2 separate regions of the Pan troglodytes genome follow, and region 2 is linked to region 1. Evidence: chromatin contacts called from public HiChIP or PLAC-seq data. All regions are on one chromosome and are shown on one strand. Each heading gives the region's core, a stretch centred on a gene start, on an enhancer-like site or on the middle of the called end of the contact. The rest is flanking DNA. Distances are from core to core; before and after follow the strand shown. Region 1 holds the start of TOB1 (transducer of ERBB2, 1). Region 2 holds the start of NME1 (NME/NM23 nucleoside diphosphate kinase 1).

Evidence for each region. HiChIP or PLAC-seq counts read pairs in DNA pulled down with a chosen protein or histone mark.
Region 2: an H3K4me3 HiChIP or PLAC-seq map of stem cell-derived excitatory neurons shows a contact between it and region 1, with 4 times the contacts expected there. The contact joins the promoter of NME1 here to the promoter of TOB1 in region 1. A contact is called at or near these places in 2 of 7 Hi-C or Micro-C datasets (induced pluripotent stem cells and stem cell-derived neural progenitor cells) and 1 of 1 datasets of contacts at active chromatin or transcription factors (stem cell-derived excitatory neurons).

What each region holds. Positions count from the first base shown.
Region 1 is chr19:64,002,991-64,009,051 of NHGRI_mPanTro3-v2.0_pri, forward strand. TOB1 (transducer of ERBB2, 1) reads right to left here and starts at 2,805. Exons shown (of 2, transcript XM_063799843.1): 1 at 1,553-2,805. It overlaps LOC107969272 (a long non-coding RNA gene), which reads left to right and starts at 2,628. Exons shown (of 8, transcript XR_010153332.1): 1 at 2,628-2,712.
Region 2 is chr19:64,286,843-64,293,093 of NHGRI_mPanTro3-v2.0_pri, forward strand. NME1 (NME/NM23 nucleoside diphosphate kinase 1) reads left to right here and starts at 3,783. Exons shown (of 5, transcript NM_001204512.1): 1 at 3,783-3,858; 2 at 5,838-5,967. The coding sequence starts at 5,842.

The DNA of each region.
Region 1 (6,061 bases), core at 1,555-4,054:
TCTCACAAGAATATTTATTGTACTCAGCATCCTCCCGCCACCCCCATATATATAGATGCCATTTTTAGGTAGTAATTTTTATTGTTATTCACCAACTTAGAAGTGAATCCACGTTTTAGTTTACTTTGGATATATACTGTTTAAATCTGCTCTGTCACTGACATTTAAAAATTTGGTAAGTTAGGAAGATCATTTTAATTTCCATAGTACATGATGCTAAAATTAAAGACACTGAGTACTAAATGAATTTCATCCTAGTAAATAATTATGAACCAAATTATTCTATATAGTTTCGGCCTTAAGTATACTAAGAGCATACAATATAATAAAATCCAGCTTCTCTGGGCCTTTTGTTTTCAATGTGTATTTTTCTAAATCTGAAAATACCTATTCGGCAGCAAGTATAACAAAAGCAAAGACACAAATTAAAACTATTGATTATTCTTTTTAAGGCCAGGGTTTCTGAGTTTTAGTCTGATTTTTAAAAACCTCCGTCCGTCCCTCTCTCCCTCCCTCCCTCTCACGGTAACAGCCGGAGAGGCAAGTATGGTAAGGTCGACCTTTAAACGTTTGCTGGATCAGCACTGGGTGGGGATAAGAAAAGATCAAGGGCAAACAGAAGATATTTGCGAAAGGGATCTATTTGCACACTGAAGTTGATTTCAAAGTACGTTTAAAAATCAAGTTGGTCTTAATTCGTCTGTTCTATTTTCCATATTCGTGGTGACAAAGGGAAAAAGAATCTCTGGCTGCCCCCAAACTACAAACACTTTCCAAGTCAAAAGCCTGAGTGCCGGCAGAGGCAGCTGATTAAGCCCAATTGCTTGAAGGTGCAGCCGAGCGAAATTCAGGCTCGGTGGAAGGTAGTTACAAAGCAACGCCTTAAGACAGGCAGGAGTGTGAAGAATTACATAAACAGCCAGTTAGATCTCATTAGATTTCTGCTCACAGCCCTCGGAGCCCAAGCGCTACAGCAGCAGCAACAGCAAGAGGAGGTGGAGGTGGAGGAGGAAGAGAGTACGAGCCTCCTCGGAGAAGGAGGAGGAAGGCCCGGGAAATGGAAGAGCAACCTCTCCCGGCTGGGCACCCAGCACCGAGCAGGTCGGGGCGCCTCCCCTCCCCCGCCGTAACCCGACCCGCTGCTCCCCGCCCCGTGGCCCCCGCCCCGGGCTCCTGGGACCCGGCCAGAGCCTGGGGGAGCACCGGTTCCTCGGCACCATTTTCAGCCTCGCGGCCACCGGCCCCTCGAACCCCAGCGTTCCACCGCGAGCTCGTCGCTCCTCCGGGCACCCCAACCCCCCAATTCCCGTCAGCTCGCCCCGGGCCGCCCGTCCCCGGTCAACTGCCCAGGACGAGCCCGACGCGCCGGCGGCCCCTCGGAGCCGCTCCCCTCGGGTCCTGGCGCTGCCCCCTCGGCGCCCAGGGCCGCGACCCCGCCGTCCCCGAGCTCCCGAGGGCCCAGGGCTCGACGCCGCTGCAGCCCCTCCTCCGCCGCCTGGGCCCGGGGCTCCCGTCTCCTCGCCGACCCCGCCCGGCGCCCCGAGATACTTACGGGCTGCTTCGGGGCGGCTTGGACCACAGACCCGCGGCTGGGCGGGGAGCAGCGCGGCAGGGCGGGGGCGCGGGAGGGTCGGGAGCGGCGAGCTCGCCGAGTGCAAGACGTCGCCGCTGCGGGGCTGAGGACAGAGGACAGAGGCCTCGGGCAGGCCTTGGGAGATCGCCGTTGGTGGCTCGGGGTGGCGGGCACGGGGGTCAGACGAGCGCGCTCACTTCTCCACACAGCCCGGTGCCCGGCCCAGCGTCCCCGTAGTGCGCCCGCTCCACGCCGGGCCAGAGCTTCGCTCCTTCTGCCGCGGCGCGCGCCCCGCCTCTCGTTTTATGGCCTCCTCCCCGCCCCCATCCCCTCCGTCGGGGTGCGCGCGCCCGCCCCGCGTCACACAGCTCCGGCGGCGCAGCCATTCCCCGCGCTCCCCGCCCCGCACCCCGGTCCCCCGCCGGCCGGCTCCGCCCCTGCCCTGCCCCCCGACGCCATTGGCCAAGTCCCGCCTGCCCCTGTCCGGACGCGCGGTGGACGCAGGGGTGGGGAAGCCGCACCCTCCGGGCTCCAGGAGGGCCAATGAACCGACGATCGGAGCACTGGGGACGGAATGAAGAGAACGTCTGGAAAGGGACTGTGGGGGTAGACGTGCCAATGAGAGAGAAAGGGGTGGGGTAGGGCGGCTGACGCCCGGTTTAGGCGGAGAGCGCCGGGCAGAGGGGGAGGGGGACGAAGCTGGTGGCGAAGCGGCTCAGGAGAACCGGGACTGGAGGAGCGGCAAGAGTACCCAGAAAGTGCCCTCTCCGCGGGGGTCTGCGGCCAAGGAGGATCCTGCTCGTGGAATAGCTACCAAATCGGCCTCCAGCCCACCCCAGGGGCGGGGTAGAGAAAGGGCAAACTGTGACCGGGACTTGTGCACCCGATTAATTGAATATTAATCACCCCAAGGCCTAGGCCAACCGCCACCCAGAGAGTGGCAGCTGCAGAACCCAAAGACGTGGAGCCGGGCTGGGGGTGGGGAAGGGAGGCCGCCACAGCTCCCGCCCCGCCGGCAGTTTAACTGCTTCCGCAGCCTCAGGCCTCCCGGTGCGACCCCGGCTGCGACTCGGATCCGTTTATTCCAAATGTCCCAGCCCACGCCGTGCCCAGAGTGTGGCGACACGAGGCCAAACTGCGTATGTATCTGTGTCCATGTCTACACACACACGCATGCGTGCATTTCTAGGGCTTGCTGGATCGCAGGTGCACAGAATAAACGCGGTGACTGCTTGTAAAGCGCGTTTAAGATCATTCTTGGCTGAAATATGTGCGGGTACCTAGGGAGTGGGGTAAGAGAGGGACTCGTGGTGGGGGGCGGGTAAGTGCCTTTTTCACAACCTGCCCCAGAGAAATACACGAAATTACATCGGGAGTGGAATCGAGCGTCCTTCTCAGCTAAAAATATTACTCACAGGTAGCAACGACGCCTGATTGGCTGCGCTGGTCCCTTCGCAGCGAGGCGATTGGCTGCCTGGTATCCAGGAGACCGACGTCAAACTCGGACTGGGAAAAGGGGAAAGTCTGGGGGGAGCAAAGGAGGGGACGGGGAGAAAGAAGCAATGAATGAAACGCCCATCGCCTGGCCTTCCCCTTTCCCCTTTCCCCTCTCCTCTCCATTCTTGGAGCACTTCCTGGAAAAACACCAGTTGGGGCGCCGCCTTCCCCTCCAAACGTTGGGGCCTGCACTCTCAACCTGCTATAAGGAAGTTAAACCGCAGCTCACCGAGGAGTAGGGTGTCTACGGGGCGGGCCCGTGTAGACCAGCTGTGCTCCTCGGGCACAAACCCGCCGTACATGTCAGGCCTAGAAGCTTTTGGCTTTGTGGACGCAAAATCTGGTTGGAGCCTCCTTCTCCACCCTGACTCTCCCGCCTCTCCTTTTTAGAAGGAACCGCACTGAGAAAGGGTATTTCTGAAGGCTCAATGCGTAGGAGAAGGGGTGGGAAGATGGGTTTGTGGAATGGGCTGAGGGTGGGGAGTGGTCAGGTGACTGATTTCATGTTTATTGTACAGATTCCTAAAACATAGTTTTACTAAGTGACTCCTTAAATTCTGATTAATGTGATTTTTTTTTTTTTTTTTTTTTTTTTTTTTTTTAGTGTTTGGGTTTTTTAGTTGCAAACAGGAGTGGAATTGAAATGTGAAAGTATGGCAAAACTGTGAAAGCATTTAAATTAAAATGTCCCTTCCTCTGCATTGAAATGTCATCAAAACGTCAAATATAAATGATTTGTTCAGTTTTCTTTTTTTATTTGTTTGTTTTTGGTTTTCTGTAATGACAAGTCCATCTGTAATAAAAGTGAGTTATTTTTAGTTTTCTAATTAAGCACAGAAATTTCAAGAAACTAGACAGGATATCCTTGGAATGCCTTACCAAAAGAAACACTTCATTTTTCACGTGTTCTAGAAGCACAACTTCTTTTACCATTAGGCAAATAATGGTACTGTACGAAACATCTAGAACTGCGGGACCATGTGTCTTGATTAGTAATTTTATATTGGGGGGGCATATTAGGCATGGCTGAGACTAAAATGTCTAAGGATAGATGAATTGTAATTTTGTCAAACTTATCTGTACTTTTCAATAATTCTCTAAAGAGAAGGGACAAGTTCTCTTTTCTGAATGTCTTCAATCTGTAATTCCAGATTTGAAATATGAGAGCAGTCATCTGATAGGTACTGATTAAATATCAGTAGCATTAAAAGCATTTTTAAGTCAGAAATGTAGATGTCAAAAATTTATGAGTTATTGCTGCTTGGCCTAGGAGTGTAAGAAGATGTCTGACCAAATATAAACACACACACACACACCACACAACCACACACGGAGGCCCCATGGCATACTGGAAAAAGCAATGAAGGGTGGGTACTGGGAGGTCTGAGTTTCACACCAGTTTCTATAAACTTTTAGTTTTCTCACCTATAAAAAGGGTTGAATTAGATCATATCTAATGTCTCCTTCAATTAAAAAAAAATTCCACACTTGGCTGGGAGCAGTGGCTTACGCCTGTAATCCCAGCACTTTGGGAGGCTGAGGCAGGCAGATTACCTGAGCTCAGGAATTTGAGACCAGCCTGGCCAACACGGTGAAACCCCGTCTCTACTGAAAATACAAAAATTAGCCAGGTGTAGTGGCACACGCCTGTAATCCCAGCTACTTGGGAGGCTGAGGCAGGAGAATTGCTTGAGCCTGGGAGATGGAGGTTGCAGTGCGCTGAGATCGTGCCACTGCACTCCTGCTGGCCGACAGAGCGAGACTCTCTCTCAAAAAAATAAATAAATAAAATATTCCGCCCTTAAAACTCAATGTTCCTAACATACATACTGCAGCTGTTTTTCAAAGACAGATTGCAAGTCAGGGCGCGGTGGCTCTCGCCTGTAATCCCAGTACTTTGGGAGGCCAAGGTGGGCGGATCATCTGAGGTCGGGAGCTCGAGATCAGCTTGACCAACGTGGAGAAACCCTGTCTCTACTAAAAATACAAAATTAGCCTGGCATGGTGGCGCATGCCTGTAATCCCAGCTACTCGGGAGGCTGAGGCAGGAGAATCACTTGAACCAGGGAGGCAGAGGTTGCGGTGAGCTGGGATCGCGCCATTGCACTCCAGCCTAGGCAACAGGAGCAAAACTTCGTTTCAAAAAAGAAAAAAAATACATATATATGGATTGCAAATAAAAGGGAAAACTGATTCACATCTCTGAACATTGCCAGTCACGAGGTATAAAATGTTCTTTATCCAAGTTTTGCATATGGCTTATTATTATCTAACATTTACTTTGGAATTGTGCAGGGGAGTGGAGGGCTAACTGCTAATTGTGCAGGGAATTAGACTTATGGAGGAAAAAAGAATTTGATATTAGGCTCCAAGTGTATCACAATCAAGAGGTATTCCTCTCTCTGAGCAAATAACAGTCACTAGAAACTACAGCCTTTGCCTTTCACATCCCTACATTCTACACAATTCCCAGTGGGCCCTTACAATAAAGGTAATCGTTTGGTAAAAAATAACTTCCAATATCTTCATAAAATACAGTTCTTGAAAGTGCCTTGAATTATTACCTAATCCACACAAGGACACACACATGCAACACCTTGATTTCTGAGATAGAGACATCCTAAGCTTTCTAATTCTTAATATGCTTCCTTGTAAATTGAGAAAGGGTTACAGGAGAATAGCTATCACATGGTGTATAATTATTAATACTCATTTTACTTCTTTTTTTTTTTTTTTTTTAAGACAGAGTCTCACTCTGTCGCCAGGCTGGAGTGCAGTGGCACAATCTCGGCTCACTGCAACCTCTGCCTTCCGGGTTCAAGTGATTCTCCTGCCTCAGCCTCCCAAGTAGCTGGGACTACAGGCATGCGCCACCACTCCCAGCTAACTTTTGTATTTTTAGTAGAGATGGGGTTTCACCATGTTGGCCAGGATGGTCTCTATCTCTTGACCTCGTGATCCGCCCGCCTCGGCCTCCCAAAGTGTTGGGAT
Region 2 (6,251 bases), core at 2,533-5,032, 280 kb after region 1:
CCATCTTGGTTTTGGTGGGATTTGACCGGCTTCTTTACCACTGTTTGATCACCAAGGTCTTTGTAATCTGTGTCTCATGTTGATCTTTTTTTTTTTTTGAGGCGGAGGTTTGTTCTGTTGCTCAGGCTGGAGTGCAGTGGTGCGATCTCAGCTCGCTGCAACCTCTACCTTCTGGGTTCAAACAATTCTGCCTCAGCCTCCCAAGTACCTGGGACTACAGGTGCGCGCCACCACGCCGGGCTAATTTTTGTATTTTTAGTAGAGACAGAGTTTCACCATGTTGGCCAGGCTGGTCTCGAACTCCTGATCTCAGGTAATCCACCCACCTCAGCCTCCCAAAGTGCTGGGATTACAGGCATGAGCCACCGTGCCCAGCCCTTGTGTCGATCTTCTATCTCATCCTGTGACTAAGAATGGCTAGCCTCCTGGGAATGCAGCCCAGTAGGTCTAAGCCTCTTTTTACCCAGCCCCTATTTAAGATGGAGTTGCTCTGGTTCGAAAGCCTCCGACAGTATCTTACTATACTGCGTAGGCTGGTCTTGAGCTCCTGGCTTCAAGGGATCCTCTTGCCTCAGCCTCCCAAAGTGGTGGGATTACAGGTGAGAGCCACCATACCTGGCCCTTTCCCTCATCTCTAATTCCTGGCAACCACTAAACTAGTCTATCCTCTATGTCTATACTTTTGTTATTAATACTTCACAAATGTTAAATAAATGCAATAATACAATAGATAACTTTTTATGTTTGGCTTTTCTTCAGTCAGCGTAATTCCCTTGAAATCTATCCAAGGGAATTATGTATATTGCATGTATTAATAGTTTGTTATTTTTTTCTATTGTTGAGTAGCATTCCACAGTATGGATGTAGCATAGTTTGTTTAACCATTCACATGATGAAAGACATTTGGGTTGTTTCCAGTTTTTGGTTATTACAAATAAAGCTGCAATGAACATTTGTGCACAGGTTTTTGTGTGAACAGAGCATAAGTTTTCATTCCTGTTGGATAAACGCCCAACAGTGCAATGGCTGGGTCATATGGTAAGCACATGTTTAGTTTTTTAAGAAACTATCAAACTTTTTCAGAGTGGCTGTACAATTTTACATTCCTACCAGTAATGTGGATCCAGTTTCTATACCTCCTTAATAGCGTTTGGTGTATCACTACTTTTCATTTTAGCATTCTGATAGGCATGTAGTAATATCTGATTTTGGTTTTAATTTGGATTTCCCTGGTGGCTAATGATGTTGAACATCTTTTCATGTGCTTTCTTGCCTCTGTATATCCTGTTCAATGAAATGTCTATTCATGTCTTTTGCCCATTTTCTAATTGGATTTTTTTAACCTGTTGAGCGTTCAGAGTTCTTCAAATATTCAAACCTTCAAATGAAGAGAAGGCCTTTATCTGATATGTGGTTTGGAAATATTTCCTTCCACTCTAGCTTGTTTTTTCGTCCTCTTCAAAAGGTCTTTCACAGGACAAAAGTTTTAAATTTCTTTTCTGCAGGGCACAGTGGCTCACGCCTGTAATCCCAGCACTCTGTGAGGCCAAGGTGGGCTGATCACCTGAGGTCAGGAGTTTGAGACCAGCCTGGCCAACATGGTGAAACCCCGTCTCTACTAAAAATACAAAAATTAGCCGGGCGTGGTGGTGCACGCCTGTAGTCCCAGCTACTCGGGAGGCTGAGGCAGGAGAATCACTTGAACGTGGGAGGCAGAGGTTGCAGTGAGCTGAGATCCGCCAAGGCACTCCAGCCTGGGCGACAGAGCAAGACTGCATCTCAATAAATAAATAAACAAATAAATAAATAAAGGCCGAGCACGGTGGCTCATGCCTGTAATCCCTGCACTTTGGTAGGCCGAGGCAGATGGAACACTTGAGGTCAGGAGTTCGATACCAGCCTGGCCAGCATAGTGAAAACCCGTCTGTACTAAAAATACAAAAATTAGGGCCAGGCGCGGTGGCTCATGCCTGTAATCTCAGCACTTTGGGAGGCTGAGGCGGGCGGATCACGAGGTCAAGAGTTTGAGACCAACCTGGCCAACATGGTGAAACCCCGTCTCTACTAAAAATACAAAAAGTAGCCGGGTGTGGTGGTGGGCACCTGTAATCCCAGCTGCTCGGGAGGCTGGGGCAGGAGATTCGCTTGAACCCGGGAGGCGGAGGTTGCAGTGAGCCGAGATCGCACCACTGCACTCCACCCTGGGCGACCTGGCAAGGCTCCGTCTAAAAAAAAACAAAACAGAAAATACCGGGCGTGGTGGCAGACGCCTGTAGTCCCAGCTACGCGGGAAGCTGAGTCACGAGAATCGCTTGAACCCGGATGGCGGAGTTTGCAATGAACCGACATCGTGCAACTGCGCTCCGGCCTGGGCGCCAAAGCGAGACTCGGTCTCAAAAAGAAAAAAAAGAAAACAGGAGAATAATGAAATTTTACTTATTTATTTTATTTATTTTTTGTTTTTTTGAGACCGAGTCTCGCTCTGTCACCCAGGCTGGAGTGCCCTGGCGCAATCTCGGCTCACTGCAACCTCTGCCTCCCGGGTTCAAGCGATTCTCCTGCCTCAGCCTCCCGAGTAGCTGGGACTACAGGCGCCTGCAACCACGCCCGGCTCATTTTTGTATGTTTAGTAGAGACGGGGTTTCACTATGTTGCCCAGGCTGGTCTCGAATTCCTGAGCTCAAGTGATCCTCCCGCCGCTGCTTCCCAGCGTGCTGGGATTACAGGCGTGAGCCACCACGCTCGGCCAAAAGTTTTAAATTTCAGTAAGTTCCAATTTATCAACTTTTTCCCTGTATAGATTGGTCTTTTGGTGTCGTCTAAAAACTATTTGCCTGGCCCTAGGTCCTGAGGATTTTTTTTAACTTTTTTTTTCCCCATAAGTGATTTATTGTTTTACATTTAAATCTATGATTCATTTTGAGTAAATTTTGTATAAGTTGTGAGGTTTAGGTTGAGGTTCTTTGGGTCTATATTCGTCCAATTGCTCCAGCATCATTTGTTGAAACGGCTCCTGATTCCATTTTTGTACCTTTCCCCCGTTCATTTCCCCTTAGAGCAGTGGGAATGTTTTTTTGAAAACGTTTGTTAGTGATGATGTCATGCCTTGTGCAAAATCTGTATTGGCATCTCACAACATAAGATTTGGCTCTATTCTAACGGCATTTTCCACCACTCGATGTCCACCGTAATACTTGGCTCTCGAAGAATCACTGGGCTGGCTCCCTCACTTCATGCAGGTCTATTCTATTATCACTTCCTCAGAGATTTCTCTGGCCTTTTCTTCACAGCACTTACAAAATGCGATCCATTACATATTAATTTGCTTATTTGCTTCTTGTTTTCCTATACTCCCATCCCTCCCAGAAGCTCCAAGAGAGCATACTGTTGTATCCCTAGGGCCTAGAATAATGCGTCCACATAGTAGGTACTCAAAATTTTTTGCTTGACAGGCTAGAAAAGGTGAATAAACACAAAGCGGGAGCGAAAAGTCTTCTAGGTCAGGCACTCTTTGGACTTCACGCAACGTGTGAGCGCCACCTCTCGGGAAGCCAATTTGCTCGCGAACGAAGGAAGTGACTCAGAGAACCCGGGGGTGGAGGGAAGAAAGCAAGCAGCTAACCGGAAAGGTCTGAAAAAGCTAGCGCCGGAAGTTAAACTGCAGAAAGTTGTTCCCTAGAATGACTGCCTACTCCCAAGAGGAAGCGTGGGCGAGCGGTGTTCTACAAAATGGGCTCTCCGGCAGCGGATCTGCGCAGAAGCGTTCCGTGCGTGCAAGTGCTGCGAACCACGTGGGTCCCGGGCGCGTTTCGGGTGCTGGCGGCTGCAGCCGGAGTTCACACCTAAGCAGCTGGAAGGGTAAGAGGTGTTCGGGATCCTGAGAGGAAAAAGAAAGGAGTGTAGATGCGGGAGTGGGTTAGGTGAGGAGTTAGTGAAGAGATGAGTTCAGCTCTAAGAGGCGGCGAGGAGGATCGGATGGGAGGAGGGGCAGGGAGCGCCTGTGGACAAGTGCAGACCGGTCGGCGCACGTCCCACGCCACGTGGACTCGCCTTTGTCGGTGGCCGCCTTTCTCGTCAGGCCGCGACGACAGGGCTGTGCCTTATTTATGTCTGTCGAGAGCAGTGCCGGGCACGGAGTTGGCGCTCTGTAAGTGCTTGCTGAATAAATGACGGGTGTGTGTGTCATTCATTCGGCAAGCACTGAGTGCTTACTGTTGTGTCACCGGGACCGATGTGGAGGGACATTTTTAGGGTCTATTTCTGGCGCTTTAGTCCTGTTTTCTCCTGGACAATTTATGCTTGCCCCGCACCCCATCGGGCGATTCTCCGCAGTCTTTGGGCTTTGTCTCTTTTTTTTTTTTTTTTTTGGAAGTTGCAGAATGATGATAAATGATTTTCTTTGCTCCTATTGACTGCTAGGCCCTGTGGCTAGGTACCATAGACCTACACAGGAGTAAATCAGCCTGGTGTGCAGGGGAGGCAGACACACAAACAGAAAATTGGACTACAGTGCTAAGATGCTGTAAGAAGAGGTTAACTAAAGGACAGGAAGATGGGGCCAAGAGGTGGTGCTACTGTCTACTTTAGGGATCGTCTTTCAAGGCGAGGGGCCTCCTATCTCAAGCTGTGATACAGGGTAGGTCATGAGCGCAGTCTTCTGTAAAATGAGGGATCTGGACGGAATAGGTACTCTCTAGGCTTCCTTTCAGTATGATGTCCCGTATCAGATATTCCTAATGTCTGTAGTTCTCCCACACCCCACCGTTTATTGGCTAGTCAAAATATTCTTTGCATTGTAAAGTGTAGCATAACATTACAAGAATGGATTAATGGGTTGGGAATTCTGGGTTTTGGCCTTCATTCTGGTGCTGTGGTCCTGTTTCCTCATTTGTAAAATGAAGGGGGTTGTAAAGATATATTCTCTAAAACCCCTAATGCTATGGCTGTGGCATTAAGTCAAACTATTATTTCTCACTGCTTTGTACCGGACATCACTTTCACATTAGTAAAACTTTTCATCAGTGTAGTTTCTCCCAAGCTTGATTATTGAGAAAGATAGTGCCTTGTTTTTAACATCCTGTATCCTAGTTCCACCACAGTGTTTGGTACACAGTAAATGTTTAAAAGAAGCTTATTAAATCAAATGGTGGCCAGGCTCATGGGGCTCACGCCTTTAATCCCAGCACTTTGGGAGGCTGAGGTGGGCGGATTACTTGAGGTCAGGAGTTGGAGACCAGCCTGGCCAACATGGTGAAACCCCATCTCTACTAAAAAAAAATACAGAAATTAGCTGGGTGTGGTGGCACGCGCCTGTAGTCCCAGCTATTTGGGAGGTTGAGGTAGGAGAATTGCTTGCCTGGGAAGTGGAGGTTGCAGTGAGCCAAGGTCGCACCACTGCACTCCATCCTGGGCGAAAGAGCAAGACTCCATACCAAAAAAAAAAAGTCAAATGGGGCTGGGTGTGGTGGCTCATGGCCATAATCCCAGCACTTTGGTAGGCCGAGGTGGGCAGATCACTTGAGGACAGGAGTTCGAGACCAGCGTGGGCAACATAGCGAAACCCCATCTCTAAAAAAACCCCACAAAAACCAAAACAAATGAAAATAAAATAAATCAAATGGGATAGAAATTATAGTCCTTGCTTTTGGATCCTTTCCCACATTGACATATTAGTTCATAGATCAGGGGACTGGGGAGGAATTGGGTTTTTACCAGAGGGAGACCTGGAGCTGACCCGACAGATTTAAACCAGCTTTATGGTATAATCCGCTTGAGACGGATGACGATGTAGGCAAGTGATTCACTGCTGTTTCATTCCTCTACCTGCCTATCCCCAGGACCATGGCCAACTGTGAGCGTACCTTCATTGCGATCAAACCAGATGGGGTCCAGCGGGGTCTTGTGGGAGAGATTATCAAGCGTTTTGAGCAGAAAGGATTCCGCCTTGTTGGTCTGAAATTCATGCAAGTAAGTGGACTTCATTGTTCCCATTTTGATTCCTTCATAGTATAGGAGAACACTGTGATTAACCTGTTTCTCCCCGTCTTTCTTATTTAAAGTTCTCCACGGTAGAGTGAACACAAGTGTCTTGAGACCTGGAAACTCCTCAGTGCCCTAGCGTTTGGCTACATCTTGGAACAAACCAAGTTATTTAGGATTTTCCAAAATAGTCTCTGTAATAGGAGGTGCATTGCTACGGGGAAAGCAGTGCAGAGTTCCACATATGACTGCATCTCTGTAATTTCTGACTG